2 separate regions of the Mus musculus genome follow, and region 2 is linked to region 1. A link is a contact called in public HiChIP or PLAC-seq data. All regions are on one chromosome and are shown on one strand. Each heading gives the region's core, a stretch centred on a gene start, on an enhancer-like site or on the middle of the called end of the contact. The rest is flanking DNA. Distances are from core to core; before and after follow the strand shown.

Evidence for each region. HiChIP or PLAC-seq counts read pairs in DNA pulled down with a chosen protein or histone mark.
Region 2: a BATF HiChIP or PLAC-seq map of CD8 T cells shows a contact between it and region 1, with 7 read pairs. The contact joins two enhancer-like sites. A contact is called at or near these places in 4 of 484 Hi-C or Micro-C datasets (CD4 T cells, CD8 T cells and natural killer cells), 3 of 115 datasets of contacts at active chromatin or transcription factors (CD8 T cells, effector CD8 T cells and thymic regulatory T cells) and 1 of 9 other capture datasets (embryonic stem cells).

Annotation. Positions count from the first base shown.
Region 1 is chr1:51,582,000-51,587,585 of GRCm38.p6, reverse strand. It overlaps Gm17767 (predicted gene, 17767), which reads left to right. Exons shown (of 4, transcript NR_151621.1): 3 at 4,808-5,226. Among named protein-coding and RNA genes, the nearest start is that of Gm17767, 12 kb to the left of the region's middle. Within about 2 kb of position 2,430, at least 138 of the 459 cell types and tissues checked have an H3K27ac peak or open chromatin away from gene starts, as enhancers often do. A contact at or near this core is called in CD8 T cells and effector CD8 T cells, where this site is marked.
Region 2 is chr1:52,018,469-52,024,123 of GRCm38.p6, reverse strand. The region is part of intron 3 of Stat4 (signal transducer and activator of transcription 4); the gene reads right to left. Among named protein-coding and RNA genes, the nearest start is that of Stat4, 13 kb to the right of the region's middle. Within about 2 kb of position 1,648, at least 82 of the 459 cell types and tissues checked have an H3K27ac peak or open chromatin away from gene starts, as enhancers often do. A contact at or near this core is called in CD8 T cells and effector CD8 T cells, where this site is marked.

The DNA of each region.
Region 1 (5,586 bases), core at 1,181-3,680:
TTAAATGTAGATGTGAAAAATGGCTTTCAGGAATGAGGCAAATAGGTCAGGCTTAAGAAAGAATTGAAAATACTGGCTGCCTACTTTCTAACAGCTAAGTCTAGTTTTTCACTCTGTCTCGTGAAAGAATTAAAGACTAGGTAGAAGCAGAAAACACAGTAAACTCTTTCCTAGACTCATTTACCTACAGAGGTTTGTATAAAAACAAAAGCTCATCTGAAAATAGAGCCAGTAACCACTAGAAATAGACTCACGGAGTGACTAGATGGTTTTGGGTGTGTAACAGAAGGGAAGGCTCCTGGACACCTTCGGAAGAGAAGAAAGGAGAGGATTAAGAGAAAGTAAGCCAGTGAGAAGACCCAGTTTTCGTTTTTGTTTTAAATGCTTTGTTTTGTTTTGTTTGTTTTTTTAGGACCTCTGCTCACTCCAGTCTGCCCCACTAGCTCTCGTTAACTCTGCTCGCTCAGTATTATTATACATAAGTACACTGTAGCTGACTTCAGACGCACCAGAAGAAGGTGATAGATCTCATTACAGGTGGTTGTGAGTCACCATGTGGTTGTTGGGATTTGAACTCAGGACCTTTGAAAGAGCAGTCAGTGCTCTTACCTGCTGAGCCATCTCACCAGCCCTGTTTAAAATGTTTTAAGACAGTCTCACTGTGCAGCCCTGGCTGGTCTAGAACTTGTTATGTAGACCAGGCTGGCCTTGAATTCACAGGCATCAGCCTACCTTAGCCTCCCAGCACAATTAAAGATGTACACCACCACACCTGGCCTGAGTTGTTTTCTTCTCATCATGAACCAGTAGCGCCTCATCACCTGAGGCTCTGTAGAGGCCCCACAGTTCTGTTCCTCAGACTGTAAGGTCAGCAGTCGCCATGTAGCTGGCCCTAGTGCACTCATGGGAGCACTCTCAATTCATACTGTTCTGGTTGTAGCCTCTGTGGCTTCACAGAGAGCAGAACTTCTTCTCTTGGGGTTTGATGAGTCTTAGATCCTGCCAAAGATGAAAATACCTTGTCTTCCTCTTGGTCCTGACAACTTTTTAAAAGTCTAGATCTAGTTTTCCTGTCTTAAAATAATGGGTTAACCAGGGACAGTCCAAAGAGTCTGAGGCTTTGGCTGGCAGGAGCTCTGTCCAGACAGTTGAGCTAGACCAACCACACAGCCTGAAGGAGAACCTAACATAGATTTATTTTTCCTGTCTCATCTTGTTTGATTGATCAAAGACTTAACAATGAAGATTTGGATGTTACTTTCTAATGCTTGGTTCTCAAATGAAAGTTGAATAAAACCTGACAGTTGTGATGTCTTCCAAACTTTTAAATGGTGATTCTAATTCCTCATTAGCTCCAATGCACAGCCTTAGTTTTACCATGCAACAGAGAATAAATAAGAGGTACACAGAAGTCTTCATAATGCTTAGACTAAACAATGAATGCCTACTGAATATTGGATATTCTATGTTTGGAATTGTAGACACAGTTTAACAGAAACTTGTTATTCATAGCAGGAGTAGAGACAACACAGGAAACATCGTCCGGGGCATCAACTTATGTTGGTCTTTTACAGTTAGAATGAACACCTAGGCCCAATTCTTTTATCATCTAGGAATGCCTGGTGGGAGTGGGTATCTGATAGAGAGATAAGACTGGACTCCTAGGAGAGCTGCTTCCAGATGTCAGCTGGTTCCTTCTTCTTCTTCTTTTTTTTTTTTAAAGATTTATTTATTTATTATATATAAGTACACTGAAACTATCTTCAGAAACACCAGAAGAGGGTGTCAGATCTCCATCATGTGGTTGCTGGGATTTGAACTCAGGACCTCTGGAAGAGCAGTCAGTGTTCTTAACCACTGAGCCATCTCTCCAGCCCCAGCTGGTTCCTTCTTACACTTTGATAAACACCAACAATTTTGCCAAATGGTATTCTTAAAAGTCTGTTTATTAGTATTTCATGAATCTATTGTTAACATTGATAATGGTAACTGTGGGTTTGTTGCGTGTTTGTTCGGGCATGGCTGATTTGCAGACACAGGGTTCAAGAGTCTCAAAGGTTCAGATTTGGTCAAATGTTAGCCCTTTGTACCCAAAATGTTGGTAAATCTGCCACGATAGTAAACCTTTGATGCAAAGAGCTGTCAGAGAAGCCCAAATGGGTGGAGATCTGACCTTATCAGGCTTACAGGACAATTTCTATAGCAGCTTTCTGTGCCTTCCCCCTGTGTATATGACAGAACTCCACCCATGTCACAGCTTTGTCACTGTGATAAAACATGTGACATACAATATAAAGGAGGACAGGCTTCTCTGAGTTCAAGGTTTCAGCCCAAGGTCAGCTGGACCACTACTTCTCAGCATTAGGTGAAGCAAAATACCACAGTGTTGAAAGCCTGTGACATAGGAGGCCCTTTACCTTACAGCTGTCAGGAAACAGAAAGACAGGAAGTGGTTGGAGCTCCAGCATGCTTCAAAAGGCCCAACCCCAATGACCTATTTACTCCAACCAGACCTTGCTTCCTAACGTTTCTGTCATTTCCTGCTAGCTGCCACAGCTAGAGACCAAGCTTTCACACATATACCTCTGGGAGGCATTCCAGATCCAAACCACAACACCATCTGCGACTTGCTTACGTTGTACCATTATAGCTGGGAGCAAGAATTGAGAGGAAAAAAAAACCACATTCCTCCAGGTTCTGACCTACCTCTGGTTGTTTAAACTGTGTGACTTAATTGTTGCTCTGAAGCACCAGGCTCAGTACCTTGCCCATCCCTCGGCTTTGGCTACAGGACATGTTTCTGCCTCTGTGAAATGTTCATGATACATAGCGTGCTTGGGCTGCGTTCATTTAGTGAGGCTTCTCCCCTCATATTTCCTGCTAAGACCATGGCACAAACAAACTCTAAGTGGCCCTTAGAGAACTACGGAACAGATCAGCATCAACCTACTGCTAAGATTCACCCAGCTGAAATCAGTTATGTGGGTTTTGTTATTGTTGCTGTTTTTGTTGTTGTTGTTGTTGTTCTTTGTTCCTGTTAGGTAGTAATGAATGACAGGCATATAGATTACCAACCTTCAATACCCCTAACACCTGATAGCAATGAGCGTTCTTATCACATTAGGTTTCTGGCACTTTGTAAATAGGATCTTTTAAATTCTTACAGCTAATCTGGGAGCAAAGTCCCCACATACCTACTGTGTAGATCAATCAATCAGAGCTTTGAGATAAAAGTAATTTGGCCTAAATCACAGAACGGGGAGGCACAGAACCTGAGTAAGTGCCACCCAGTTTATAGAGCCCATCTTCTATCTTCCATTTCTCAACAATGCTCACTCTGTCTGACTTGCTCAATTGAACTGAATTGAGCTATCCATGTACTCAGCAAGAGGGTCAATCCAATATATTTGCCCGTTCAACACAGATGAAAATAGTGCAATGCATCAGTGCACTAAGGGGTAGCCTAGGGATGTGTAGGGTCAGTATGCTCCTCACTGTCAGACAGATAAGCCGCATGTTCTAATTTGATTATGGGTGTGTGGGCTCTAGATATGCTTCATATCTTGTTTGCTTTCATTCATCTTGCCCTGTGTATATAAACAACTCTAGACAAAGGAAACATCTTTAGAGGAATGCGTATCTTTTAGAGTGTGACCAAAGCCTTTGGTTGCATATCTCCGAGGCTGACAATCATTGAAATGTCAGTACCACCAACTTTCAGAAATACACCTAGCTGTGGCTGGAGAGATGGCTCAGCAGTCAAGAGCACTCATATTCTTCCTGAGGACAGAGAAGAGTAGAGCTCCCTGGACCACAGCTGGTGATCCACAGCTGTCTGAATCTCCAGCTTCATGGGTCTCTAATGTCCTTTTCTGGTCTCTTCAGGCACCTGCATATATGTGGCACACAGATATACACACATACACGTACACATAATTTTAAAAACTTTAAAAATTTCAATTACTAAATAAATCTGTGTTGTTCTCTGACAGTGTGTCACTAGACCAAAAAGTTTGAAAGAACAAAATTACTTTACTCTTCTGCAGGGGAAAACCAATAGGAAATAATAATTCATATTAATAAATATCATTAAACTCAGACCATTTCTGAATTTTAGAATAAAACTAATTAATCTACTGAAAGAACAGCAAACCAGAAAAGATTAAAAATTATAATTAAAGAATGGGAATGACATTTACTATCGGAGGCATCTGGCCGACTATCTGAGTAGTACACTAAATAAAGTGAATTACTTCTACCATAATAACAGTATTTGCTATAATACAATGGCAAGCAAGAAATCTAATTGCAACCTGTCAAGGATTAAAAAAAAAAAACCCACCATGGTTATAATGTGGAAAATGCAGAGAGAATAGATATGATCTGTATTTTTAAAAGAACAGGGTAATGCTGCTATATAGTTTCATTTCCAGATATCAGGATTTAATATAATAAGAAAAGACGGAGAAATGAAAATTGGGGAGACTTTGAATAGGAACTTTAAGATGGGGATTTGCAAGCGAATGGAAACAGGCTGATTTTGATTATATTTCAGTGTGAGATAAAGGAAAGATGGGTAAATCCAAAGTAAAACATAATTATAAGTTTCTTCATAATCCCTGGCAAAATATTAAAGATTAGATCCCAGAATTGTGTTACTAGCTGTACATGTTTTGCCATTCATGGGGACCCACTGTATGCTAACGATGGTCGGAGGTCAGATAAAAATGTGCTCCTAAGTGGGAATAATCATAAAGGTGTTTAATAAGATATCTGGAATTTAAAAAGTTTTTCCTTTCTTTTTTAGAATTGGAAAAATCATAAACTCGTAACAAAAAATAATCTTAGAACTTCAGACCAGGAGTGAGGAGACAGCCTGTGACTCCACTTCTGCCCAGAGAGCCAGACACAAGGCACAAGCGAGTGTCAATACCAACAGCATCACAGTACCAGGCTATGCACAACCCCTTGATTTCTCTCCACAGCGTCCACCGTGAATGCCAACCTATTCCTGTGAAACACATTTTGAGGAGAATAAAGACAATACCATGGAATCCCAGGGGTTGATTGACCAAAGCTGCAGACCGACAGACAGGCCTGCCTTCAGTGGCTGGAAAAGATGGTTAAGGCTTATTCTAATTGAAAATCGACATCCATTGTGAACAGAGAGGTCAGCGGGCTCTCATACAAACACTACAACATCGAGTTTTGCAGTCCTGGTGAGAGGTGAGATTAACAGCTCATTTGAGATTTGGGAACACTTGATTGATCATGAGAGATCTGAAGTTGATCAGATGAAGGGATCATAGAAGCAGCTCTCAACCTGGCCACTCCGTTCTGCGTCTGAGACAGCAGCAGTGTGGTAATAAGTCTGCTGATTCCTGTGTCTTTTTCACTGTCTGCTCTAACACAGAAGTACATGGACAGACACAGGAAGCTGCCTTTAGGATCCAGATGCTAGGTGAAATGCATTTTTGTAGGTTACATATTGCAGAAGGGGGGAGGAGAGGGGGAGGAGAGGGGGAGGAGGGATGGAGGGGGGAGGGAGGGAGGAGGCAGAGAGTCACAAGGATTTAGACATCACAA
Region 2 (5,655 bases), core at 399-2,898, 440 kb before region 1:
TGTCTCAAAAGAGAATAGGAAGAGAGGTTTTTAAAGTGATATGAAAAGATGTTGGCTGTTTAAGAGAGTGGCAAAATAATATTACCCCTTGACAAAGTTAATATGGTCAAGAAATACACTGTAACGATCATAGTGGTTATTAGTTACCTTGGTGATTAAAAGGCTATTCAGGGGGCTAGAGTGATTACACGGTGGTTAGAGCACTGTTCTTACAGAGGGCCTAGGTTTGATTCCCAGCACCTACATCGTTGCTTATAACCATCCATAACTCCAATTCCAGGGGATCTGATGCCCTCTTCTGGCCTCTGTGGGCACCAGGTACACACATACCAGGCACACACACACAGTGCACAGACATACATGCAGGCAAACACTCATACAGATAAAATAAAAACAGATACATCTTTTAAAAAATTAAAAACTGGTTGTTCAAGACTCAGTTGGTATATATTAAACTGCATTGTAAAAAGAGATATAAAGGAACTCAAAAATGCCCCACCATGGCTCTAGATTCTCACTCAGAATTTTTAATAACATCTGTGAATTGGATACTTCTGATAGAAAAGACTTAAAACCAATAACACTCACATGCCTGTCAAAGTCTTTGTGTAAGATACTTTACCAAGTATGTGCTATTAACTCATCAGTAATTCTGGGATTAGGATGTATGTTCATTTAGATTCTCAGTAGAGCTCAAAAGAGTTACAAACATCTACAGCTAAAGGTGACTGAACCCTTGCGCACATGAACTCACTGGGCCTGGGTCTGCATACACAAGACCTGCACATGATCAAGCTAGCCCAAGTCCCAGTATGTACAGGGGACTGGCTCACAAAGTCCCACCCCAAGCATAGGGGCAACTGACAATTGATGACTGTAGGCAGGAAGAGTGTTTTATTCAGAGATGTGACCCCTGGGAGGTTTCAATGGTCACTGGGTGACCCTACAGCTACTCATGTACAATAGCACCAAGTGGGATCTGTGGGCTTTAAAAGAAGCTGGGGTTGGGGGAGAATAAGGGAGGGTTCAAGGAAGGGCTATAGGGGTAGATCTGACCAAAAAAATTATATGCATTTTTAAATTCTTAATAAAAATATTATAAAAATAAAGGCATTATAGATATGAGAAAGTAATAGCCTCTAAAATATAGGACATACAAAACATGAAGAAAAATTATAAAAGGTAAAACATTCTTCCCTTCATTAATAAGTTCCTCCATGCACTATGTGGAGAAAATAGTGTAATTTATAGCGGAGGTGACAAAGGGAAACATTCCTGGTGCTCACACTGAGCTGTGCAGCAGGATCCGAGGACTCTACTATATGCATATCATACACTAGTAAAAAGCTTTTTAAGTGATGTACTCGGCCCTAAGAGCATTGCATTAACATTTCTTTTGGCTGAGTATACACCAGTTTCATGATAGCAAAGTGGAGAAGGGAAGAAGGTAAATGTCTCATGTCCAGTTTCGAAGTGATTCTCCATCTGTTGGTTGCTTTATTGTTCTGGCAAGTGAAGAACTTCAAAGCCTGTGGTCCTTTATTATGAAGAGTCACTGCTCTTGACTCAGCTCCTGGAGAGTGGGCATTGGTTCCAAAAGACCACTAGTGCCTCTCCTGTGAAGTTCTAGGGTGTTAGTGTGTGGCTGCCTTACACTTCAGTATTTTGTTGTCTTCAGTTATTGGTTTTTTCTCTTAGCCTTCTTCCTCTGAAAGGTTTCCCCAACTTCTGCTTTTGGCTACCACATCAAACCTTCTCTCTCACACCATTTGTCGTAAACAATACTTTGTAAAACTAGTTCCCCCATCCTCAGAAACTGATGACATCAGGAAGTCAAAGTGTACAATCTGAATTGCTTTTGTGGACTCTGAACTGTATTTACACTGATGTGACATTTGCTCTGCTAGTCAAAGGATATTTATTGGAATAAGGCAATGATCATATTTCAATGTCAGCTCTATTTCTCATTATTACACAAGACACAGAGCCTCTTACTACACACTAAGCTGTGTGCTAAGAGCTGGTAATATGAAGAACAGTGTATGCTGGCAGCTTGGTCTTGTGGCATTAAGTATATATAGACAACGTAGACAATGTAGTTCCAAGTCCTTTATGCTAGTTTTCGTATCAAACTCATATTATCTCTCCTCCCTTCCCCAAACTAATTAAGATGTATTATTATATGTGAAATAACCCAAATTAAGTGATACAATTGTCTCATTTTTAATTCTCTCACATTTTGCATCTATTCATCCATTAAATGTCAGTCCTTTTACCAAATTACCTCACAATTCCAGCACACAGTCTACATCCCGAGTGACGCGTCCCCATTTTTTTCTTGCTGACTTATAATAATGACCAAATAGGTCTTCCCCCAAAAAAAACCCCCATCTATGCCTGATATGCTAAAGTCACGTTGTTGCCATGGAAATCTCTCTCATCACCTATATCTCCAGACAAGGAATGCAAGAACCTAAAGCAAACAGCAAGGAGAGTGACAACGTGCTGAGCTACAGAAAGCCAGTGGGACACAGAATTCCAAGGTCCATCCTGACAGTAGAGAGCAAGTTACAAAAGGCAGGCAGATTGTTTCACAAACAATGCATAGTTTGCCTCCCATGTCTATCCACTAAGGCAGATATCCAGGTTAGATGACAAGAAACAGGCAGTTTCGTGACATTAAGAGCATTTATAGAGGCCTCATTCTTTAAGTACCAACATACTGTTGGCTACTTTTCTTGTTGGTGCAGAGCAAAATATCTGAGGAAAACAACTTAAGGAAGGATTTATTGTGGCTTACATTTGGAGCATACAGTCCATCACAGTGGGGAAATCGTGACAGCAAGAGCATGAAGCACCTGGTCACATCAGATGCAACATTGAGAAGCAGAGAGAAACCAATGTGAGCACTCAGCTTTGATTTGGTCTTTCTGTTCAGTCTGGGATCCCAGACCAAGGAATAGCTCTACCCACATTTTGGGAGAGTTTTCTTAGTTAAATATTAACTCTGTAAACTCCATGAAAGACATCCGATCCTAACAAGTACAGCTACCTATGTAACTTCTTTTATTTTATTTTATTTTATTTTATTTTATTTATTTATTTTTTTTTGTATATGAGTGCTCTGTCTGCATAGAGAGCTTGCATGCCAGAAGAGGGCATCGAATTCCACTACAGATGGTCATGAGCCACCATATGGTTGCTGAAAATTGAACTCAGGGCCTCTGGAAGAGCAACCAGTGCTCTTAAATGCTGAGCCATTTCTCCATTCCCACCTATACCAATTTATACTTCACTATGCATCGTACTTGGAGGAGCACAGAGCAGCTGGCAAGTACAGGATATTGAGGCAATCAGATGATTATGGAACAACATGACTGAAGAATATTTAAGACTCACTCACAGGAGCTAAGGAGGTGGCTCACTGGTTAGGCATGCTTGCTATGCAAGGATCAGGACCTGCATTCAAATCCTCAGCACCAACATAACAATGGGCATGGCTGCATGTGCCTGTGACTCCAACACTGGGGGCATCACAGAGGTAGGTGGATCCCAGGAGCCAGTCAGTACAGGTGAAAGGTGAAGTTCCGCTCGGTGAGAGACTCCACATCAGAGGAATAAGGTAGAGAGCAATAGAAGAGGGCATCTACCATCTTACTCTAGCCTCTGTGTGTGCATGAATGCACATACACACACAATACAACATACACACCACATACAAGCAAGCAAGGAAGGAAGAAAAAAAGATAAATAGACAGACCCAGGTTCTATATTATACACAAAGTACCTATTCCAAAGAGAAGCCCTAAACTCTGCCAAAAATTGTTAACATTCAGGATCTAGGGAAAGGAAAGATTGTTATGGATTAAAGTATTAAATCATCAAGATTTGACTTTTTAGTGTGTGTGTGTGGTGTGTGTGTGTGGTACAGAGGGGAAGGAAGAGGAGTGAAGTGAGAAAGCAGTGGGTTAGAGAATAAGATCTGATGGGGTTCAGAGGGGATCAGTATGCTAAATGATATTTCTCTAATTCATTGTGTTGTGTTCTTCCTGGCATTGCTCCTGTCAACAGAACTAAGAGCACATTTTTATTCAGGCACACTCAGGTGCTCTCAGCATGGTGAGGCAGAGTGTAGGCAGGTATGCAAAAGGCGTCACCTCACCCACCGAGTTTCACCCTCCCACTGTAGACTTTGGTCTACACTAACTATGGTCTGTGAAAAGTACCCTGCAGGTGGTGAGTCTACTAACCACAAAAGTAACACCAAAACTCACAACACTGCTTTGTGATTGACAGGGAAAAGAGATTCTATCATCACACCAGATGCCTGTGCCTGCCCTCCACCCCGTGCCCTGCCTTCCCCTCCCCAAAATCTCTCTCAGACCTGAGAAGTACTCATAAAATTTCATCTAAACTTAAAACCAAAACACAGGAAGTGTGAACTATTTAAGCTGAGAGAGATCACAGCTTCCTCTGGTTGAATCCCTAGTACTTAAAACGTGGCCAGGTATATGCCCAGTACTCAAATAGCTGGTGGCCAAATAAGCTTCTGTGAACATTTCAATCCTAGAGGAAGTAAGGTAGACTTCTAAGTTTTATAAAAAGACTTAAGTTTTCACTTCTTACAGCTTTTTTTTTTTTTTTTTTTTTTTGGTTTTTCGAGACAGGGTTTCTCTGTATAGCCCTGGCTGTCCTGGAACTCACCTTGTAGACCAGGCTGGCCTCGAACTCAGAAATCTGCCTGCCTCTGCCTCCCAAGTGCTGGGATTAAAGGCATGTGCCACCACGCCCAGCTCTCTTATAGCTTTCCACTTACCTTTCAACCTCATTTCTTTTGGTTTTGGGTTTTGTTTTTCATATATATTCAGTTTCATATTGTTTGCTCTAGTGCCATGTATTTTATTTTATCTTGTGTTTATTGTGACTTTCTGTTTTATTATGCCTGGCAGCTCTTACTTGGAGTGTATGGAAATCATCTTGCCCATTGCCACTTAAAGTAGCTTTATAAACCTTTTCTTAAATATTATTCTACAATTCTCTTCTAAATTTTGGGTGTGTTTATGTTTTGTTTTACAGTGTTTGTATGTAGTGGAGAAATTTTGAAGATTATCTAAGGAGAAATTGTCAAGGATAGAGTTATGGTTTATTTACATGCAGTGAGAGCATTATGAATAAAAGTAGGGGCTGGAGAAGGTTGTTCAATGGTTGAAAGCAGTGGCTGCTCCTCTAGAGGACCCAGGTTTGATCCTCAGAACATGCGTAGAAACTTACAACTGTGTGTAACTTCAGTTCTAGGGTACTTATGGCACCAGACACTCACATGACTTGGTACATATAGATATGCATGTAGGCAAAATACCCATACACATAACAAAATTAAGTATACTAAAAGTATGTTAAAATGTGTGAATTTAAATGCACTTATGAAAAAGAAAAACATTGAAAAGGAACTAAATGAATGAAGCTAGAAGAAGTACACAAGGTAAGCTGGCATATACCACCAATATTCAATGTAATTAAAAACTTACAAACTCCACAGTTCAGAAATTCTACCACTAGATATGTATTATAGAGAATTTCTTACAATGTACCATATGTCCTTACAAAGGACACATGAAGATGTTCAGAGCAACAATATTTGAAGCAGAAAAGGAA